2 separate regions of the Columba livia genome follow, and region 2 is linked to region 1. A link is a contact called in public Hi-C data. All regions are on one chromosome and are shown on one strand. Each heading gives the region's core, a stretch centred on a gene start, on an enhancer-like site or on the middle of the called end of the contact. The rest is flanking DNA. Distances are from core to core; before and after follow the strand shown.

Evidence for each region. A called contact is a pair of places that touch in the nucleus more often than the background predicts.
Region 2: a contact with region 1 is called in a Hi-C map of crop, with 3 times the contacts expected there. The contact joins two enhancer-like sites. A contact is called at or near these places in 2 of 2 Hi-C or Micro-C datasets (crop and liver).

The regions. Positions count from the first base shown.
Region 1 is chr15:12,979,358-12,982,870 of bColLiv1.pat.W.v2, reverse strand. TOM1L2 (target of myb1 like 2 membrane trafficking protein) reads right to left here. Exons shown (of 14, transcript XM_065031323.1): 8 at 3,007-3,140; 9 at 526-574. Among named protein-coding and RNA genes, the nearest start is that of SREBF1, 29 kb to the left of the region's middle. Within about 2 kb of position 1,965, at least 1 of the 3 cell types and tissues checked has an H3K27ac peak away from gene starts, as active enhancers do.
Region 2 is chr15:13,021,437-13,024,949 of bColLiv1.pat.W.v2, reverse strand. RAI1 (retinoic acid induced 1) reads left to right here. Exons shown (of 5, transcript XM_065031319.1): 3 at 669-762; 4 at 1,070-1,119; 5 at 1,524-3,432. The coding sequence ends at 1,538. Among named protein-coding and RNA genes, the nearest start is that of SREBF1, 14 kb to the right of the region's middle. Within about 2 kb of position 1,604, at least 1 of the 3 cell types and tissues checked has an H3K27ac peak away from gene starts, as active enhancers do.

The DNA of each region.
Region 1 (3,513 bases), core at 716-3,215:
TTTTCATTGAAAGGATAATTAGGACTGTAACTCTTCAGCTTGGAAAAGGGCTGCTGAAAAAGGAGATGAGAAAGGTTCCTAAAATTATGAGTGGCATGGAGAAAATGAGCCTGAATTGTATTGTAAGACACAGTGAAGAAGAATTAGGTGGAGCAAATAAAAATCATCAAATGACTTGATCAAATGTAAACAAAATATTTATTATATATAAATACCCACATAAATACGTAAAAATGTGTAGTAAAATTGTGTAACTCACTGCTTAAGGACACTGTGAATGCCCCAAAAGCAATTTAAAAAGTTAATAGAGGAAAGAAATCCATCAGGAATTGTAAACACAGATATTTCAGTGTAGTGTCTTCCTGAGCTAGAAGTTGTCACTTGATGTTTGCCACATTTTTACACTCTTTTCCTGGTATCCAGAATCAGCCACAGGGGTAGACACGTAAAAGGTCTGATACTAGTGATAGTAATATGGCTAAACACAGTGTAGCTACTCATATAAAAATTGAATCAGGTACTTACTCCATTGCTGGCATTTTGTGTAGAACGTCCTGATCTGTATCGTTCAAATCTGTTCAGAGAAAAGACCAAAACAACAGAAAATCAACATGAACTATCAAAACCACCAACCGACAATGATAAACATGAGTTTAGAATAAAGCCGCAACGTGCTTGCCACTGAATTTAGTTTTTGCTGGTTCAAGAGGGAACCCTGAAAACTTGAACTCCAAGCCAGGACAAAGGGAGGATAGTTGCAGAAGCTGCGTTTTTGGCAAATGTGGATATTAAGTTGACTAATTTGATCTTGCAGCACACACACGTCTGAAAAACACCGTAGGATTCGTCTTTGTGGTTTTGTTTACCATTAAGTGCTTTGTGATAGACTATTGTGTTAGCCAAAGGAACGGCAGCAAGATTGATGTTCCCAGCTAAATCAGCCGAGCACCGCAGCAAGTTTTACTCCCACTTAACAGCTCCCTCTTGCTGCAATCCATGTAAATTGGGAGCCACATCCATGCGAGCGCAGCCCTGCCCAGGCAGATTCATTTCTTAAAACATTCTGGGTCAGCTCAAAGATCGTCAGCCCCTGTGTTCAAACAGGTTGGGTCTTTCCAAGAAGAGAAAGTAATGATAAAAGTCTTTATACTTCTTAGGGGAAGAAGTCTGGTTGGTTAAAATCTGGTCTCTTCTCTACTCCTTCCCCAACCAGCTGTGCATCTGGGGCCGCAAACCTAAACCCAGCTTTAATGAACTCAAAATATCAGGAAAAATGCCTCCTCCAAAGGCCTGTCTGAAGGCAGTCCGATCTCCTTCCTTAGCAGGAAAAGCAGCGTGATTTCTCTGAGGTTTGAATTTTTCCTCATTTAAAAGTAGTTTCAAATGTAACCTCTCTTTTCAGTAAAAAAAATCCATAATATTCATATAAATCTGTGACTTTTCTCCCTGATGAACAAAATGCAACAGGGAATCTCAAGCAAACTAAAATGTTTTCTTAATGTAACAGAGGAAAATGCAAACTTAAAAGGCAGCAAAACCAAATTCAGGCCCCAAATTCAATTTTAGGGAACTGTGGGTGTTTGCTATTACTGGAAATCCAGCTCCCTTAGCTGGAAACCCAAGACACCTCCCACCTCATATTTCTCACCAAAAGGCTTATGAACCACACGTCCGTTTACATCCAAAGCTTCACAGCAAAGGCCAGAGCTGCTGCTTGAGTCTCTGACAGAGCTCGGTACCCAGCCCAAAAATCAGTGTGATGGATGTGGAGCTTTTGGAATAGCAGAGGACGAACTGGAATTTATTGAAACGCTCAGACCAGTGGAGTTATTCTACCATGAATAGCTTGGTAACATCACTCAGCTCACCTTTCAGTGTATAATGACTACGAATGCATTAGCACCAGCCAGCAAAGTCGCAGATGGAGGAAAATAGAAAAAATATTAAGGGTGACCTGACTAAGTCTTCGTGACAGCTACACTCTGCCACTTGTAGAATCGTGCTCATGCATGAAACACATCCCATTCCACATAAAAAGCCAGCATTTGTCTCAAAGTTTGCCCCAATCTCCTCTGAATGACTAAATCAAAGACAAAAATCAAGGCCACTGAGTCTTCTTTCCAGCCTTTGCTGTGACAGCACAGATTCACAGATCTAGAGTCTAATTTATTTTTAAAGGCTTGAGAAACAAAGCCCTGTGCTAAGAGCAAGGAACAAAGGGTACTCTTTAGTGCCTCACTCCCCAGGCCTGTCATTAAGGGGAAGATTAAACTTTCCCAAGGCTGCCGTATCACGTGTCACCTCCTGCAGCAGATGTGGCTGACAGCGCCTTTGTCTAACGTGTCGAGAGTCCTATGACCCAAGTCCCACCCCGGGGATGATTCCCGCAGATCAACTCTTCCAAACCTCAGCTCTGCGCAAGACAGGCTTTTTTTTCAAGATTAAGAGTTACTTAAAAACAAAACCTTTATATGCAGGAAGGTTCCACCCACCTCAGCCAGCTCCCCTTGCACCAGCACTGGAACTAGAAAGCTCAGAGATGAGAACACAGAGAGAGCTCACGGGAGCCTCCCTAAGCCAGGAAGCAGCACAAGCATTTAGGCAGAGCCCAAGCTGGAAAGCAGAACTAGAGATTGTGGTTGTGCTGTTTTCAGTCCCAAGTCCCTACATCTGTACAGCCCCACGCAACAGGGACTTGAAGACTCAAGTCTCCGCTAGTTCAGAGTTTTGCACAAGGTTGTCCTGCTTTTTACAGACATGGCCCACAAAAATTCTATGGCTAGGACAATAAAAAATAAATCATAGTATTAAAGGCAACAACTGAAACAGGAATGTTACCATAAAAGACCATAAAAGGACCTTATAAACACTTTCTGTGGTTTGGTTCTCTGCATTTCGTTATGTTGGACCATTGGCCCAAATGGCCAACACTCGTCAACTGACCTATTTTACACTTAAGCGGAAACCCAGAATGAATGTAAATAATTGAAGGAGAAGGTGCCCCACCTTTCGTATCGAAGGAAGACGTTATTTAAATCATCATTCACATGCAGCAGTTCCTCTGTGACTTCTTCATTGGACACTCGTGAGATAAGCTCCACAATTCTCTGCTGCATAGCTCTACAGGTTCGGTTCAGTTCCTAGGAGGAATGCATTGTGCACACACATTCTGGTAAGCAGCTAGCAATAAGGAGATTTAGTTGAGCTCTGTTCGCAGCCAAACGTATCCCCCGGCTGAGAAACACTAAGACAAGTCTATCTTTGCATGATTAAATGTCACCCAAAAGCACATCTAATCAAACATGCCCTTCAAGAGACGATGGCATAAAACCTTGAGAGCCTATTTACAATTCAACATCCTGATTCTTCTTTAACTCTGAGCACTTCAGAAAATAAATACCTGCATTTTAGTCACCTGCTTTAAGAATAAAACAGGTTAACACAACAGCTTTCCAGAAGAGAGCTTTCAAGGGATATTCCATCTGCTCTTTTTGGCAATATCATCCTTAAAAA
Region 2 (3,513 bases), core at 355-2,854, 42 kb before region 1:
TAGATGACCTTTGAAGGTCTTTTCCAACCCAAACTATTCCATGATTCTCCTCTCCCAGAATGAAGGGAACACAGATATATGGAGGGAGCAAAATAGGGAGGACACTGCTGGAACATGGGGCTTTTGTGCTGGGGAGCAGGAGGTGACAGCCACCCAGCAGAGGGTCTCCAGCAAGCCTCCCAGTACCAGGTTTGGGACAGGCCGTATTCCCTGGTGTGCATGCTTGCGGCGTGGCTCCCTGTCCATGCCATGGCGCTTGGGGTTCCTGTCCCTGCAGCACCCACTGGGGACAGCGCAGGAGATGGGGAACACCGTGGTCCTCATCCACCACTGCCACCAAGCCATGGCACGGCCCTGGCCCTGGCCCTTCACACCTCCTGCTCCATGGAGGATGGCTGTGGGCTCCATGCCATCCAGGAGAGCGGTATGGTGGGTAGAAGCTCGTGTGTGGCTGCAGACAGCCGAGCAAAGGGCACAGTGACACTTGTGGTGTGCGGGCACAGGAGGAAAAGATGCTGCTTGGGGCTGGAGAGGTGCAGGGATGCCGGCGTGTTGCCCTCATGGCTGGGGCTGTTGGGGCGCTGTGCTCCCTCGCTGGGCTCTGATGGGATCTCTCTGTCTCTCTGCATCTCTCCTTCCCTGCTCCGAATTCCTGCATGTGTTTAAAGAAGTGCTCGAGCTGCCAGCAAGCGGGAGCCACCGTGGGCTGCTGCCAGAAGGGGTGTCCCCACACCTACCACTACGCGTGTGCCGTCGACACAGGTGAGCCCGGCCACAGGGTCAGGGGTACGGGTGTCCCCTGGTACCCTCTTACCTGGCTGGCTGCTCCACATCGCTGGAGCCCACCTGAGCCCAGGAGGGGTTCACGGCTCCCTGCCAGCTGGGGCAACGATGATTCCTGCACCAGCAGCACTGGCTGGCAGGCTGTCCTCAGCTGAACCGTTCATGCAAAGGCTGCAGCTGGTCTGGATGGTGGTGGGAGGCCACGGAGGACACTGTCCCTGATGCTCAGGGACAGCCATTCTGCAGTATGGGGACTCCCTGACACGGCTTTCTCCTCTCCTCGCAGGTTGCTCATTAACCGAAGAGAGTTTCTCTCTGAAATGTCCCAAACATAAGGTAAGCACAGAACCCCCCTGCACACACCTCCAATGCTTTGCAGCCCCTGGGGTAGGGGGCTCTGCGTTTGAACAATCTACCCCCCAGGGACACCCCACTCCATGGCACACCTACCCCAGACACTCAGCCCCATGGGGTATCGTGTCCCTGGATGACACCAGGCCCCCAGGACCCTGCACTGCAGGGACAGGCCAGTGGGTGCCAGGTCTGGAGCCCCCAGCCGGGGTACTGGGGATTATCCCCCTTCCCTAAGCACTGATGGGGTATGGGGGTGATAATTGAAGCCGTGCTAGAAGCGCCACATGTCGGGTGAGCACACAGTTATTTGCGAGTGGGGAGGGTGGCTGCTGACGGGGACACCCCGCAGCGGGACCACGGGGCTGATGTCTCTCTTCTCCCCACAGAGGCAGCCGCTGTAGCTCCTGGCGCGCACCCGCCCTGCTGCCAGCAAGGGACCGGCGGAGGAGGCAGCGCCCTGGGGAGCGGAGCGGGGCCGTACGGAGCCGTACCGAGCCGTACCGGGAGCCGCCCCGCTGCAGGTGGGCGCAGCGCTGCCGCCCCGGCCCCCTCCCGCCCCAACCCCGTTCTGGGCGGGCGGATCCAGCGCCAGGTTTTGCCCCCTCGCCGGGCCCCGGCAAAACCTGGCCTGGCCTCACCGGGAGGCGGAATGGGATCCCATCCTGGGATGGCTGCACAGGGGGGAGGTGGGGGAGGGATTCGGGTTGGGGGGGCCATGTAGAAGGGGTCCCGGCGATGTTGTCTTACTGTGGGGCCGCCGGACCCCCCGCGGGTCCCGGCTCTCCATATCTCACACTGATCTGATCTGAGATGTTGCCTTTAGCAAACCTCACGGTGTCTGTCTGTATATACGTGCGGCGGAGAAAAGGAAAAAAAAGAAAAAAAAAAAGGACAAAAAAAAAAAAAAAGGAAAAAAAAAAAGAAGACAAACAACGGCCTGCTGTTTGAAACACCACTCTCCTTTTTCCATGTTGTTCTTCCATCTCCTGTCTGCCCCCACCCTGCCTGGCCTGGGGTGCCAGGCCCTGTCCCCAGCAGCTGGGTCCCCACTGGGGTGACAGGCACGTGGCTGGGCTGGTGGGCACCCACCGGGCTGCTCCAGCCCCACTCGCGCCCTCCAGCCCCCGGCCCATTGCACCCACCACCCTCCCGCTCCATGGGGCACTGGTCCTGCTGCCAAGGACCCCAAAAACCCACTGTCCTGCCTCTGCTCAGCCTCGCCAGCACCTCCTCTTGCTGGTGCTGGGCTTTGTTCCCTGTGCTTGTGCAAAACCCCAGGCTCTGGGTGCAAAGCCTGTGGCCCTGGGTACAAACCCCAGGCTCTGGGTGTTGAACCCCAGGATTTTATCCTGATGCAAGAGGGTGCAAACAACCCAGAAATGGCTTCCAGGCAGCAGCAGGGTTCTTGGAGGAAGAGGAGGCATTTGCTTCCTCCCACTGCATGGCCCTGGCTTGCTCCTCGTGCCCTGGGTGCTGAGTTCACTCAGCTCCCTTGGTTTTCACATTCCTTCCCAGACACCCTGGGGGCTGCCCAGCTCTGGGATCACCCCCCACCTGTGTCACCCACAGGGCGCCCTGCATGACTCCCCAGTCTCTGCACCCCACCCCCACAAGCCTTGCACCACCCGCACCTGGGTGCAGGTGGCAAATAATACCCAACCCATGGCGATTCAAGCCCAAATCCCATCCTAAAAACAGAGCCACCAGCTGCCCCCCACCTGCAAAGCATCCTGCAAAGGGGGGGGGGGGGGCACAGCGCTGGCCCCATCCATCTCCCCCACCCCGACCCTGCAGAGCCAGCGCCCCGTGTCCTCGGTGTCCCCTCTGTCCCACCCAGCCCTCACCCTCAAGGTTTGCTGGCCACAAAACGTCTGTTCTTTCAGCAGCTTGGCTCGGACACGGGAGTGAAAAACACATTTAAAAAAAAAACAAACAAAAAAGAGAAAGAATAATAAAAATAATTAATTTAAAGAATAAAAAAAATCCTGGTGTCCCTGGCAGTGTTGCCTGAAATCTGGCTATTTTTAGTGACATCTTGTACATATGACTGTAAAATGGTAAACCGTGTGTATTATATATTGCCTCATTATATAGTGTATATATATGTATACATATACATATATATAATATATATGAAGACTGTAAATGTTAAGACTAGTGTTCTTATTAGTATATTGCTTCACACTGAAGATTGTGTGTAACAAGCTGTTTCTAAAAGATGTTTATTTTCCTTAAGAGTAAAAAACAGGTCATTGCATTCAGAGCGTCAATAAAGATACAACGATTGTTTTGGAAGTACGTGGCACCCTGCTCGTGGCCTCTCTGTCTCCCGGGGGGCTCCCAGGGGTCCCCCCAGGCTGGACCAGCCCCTGGCTG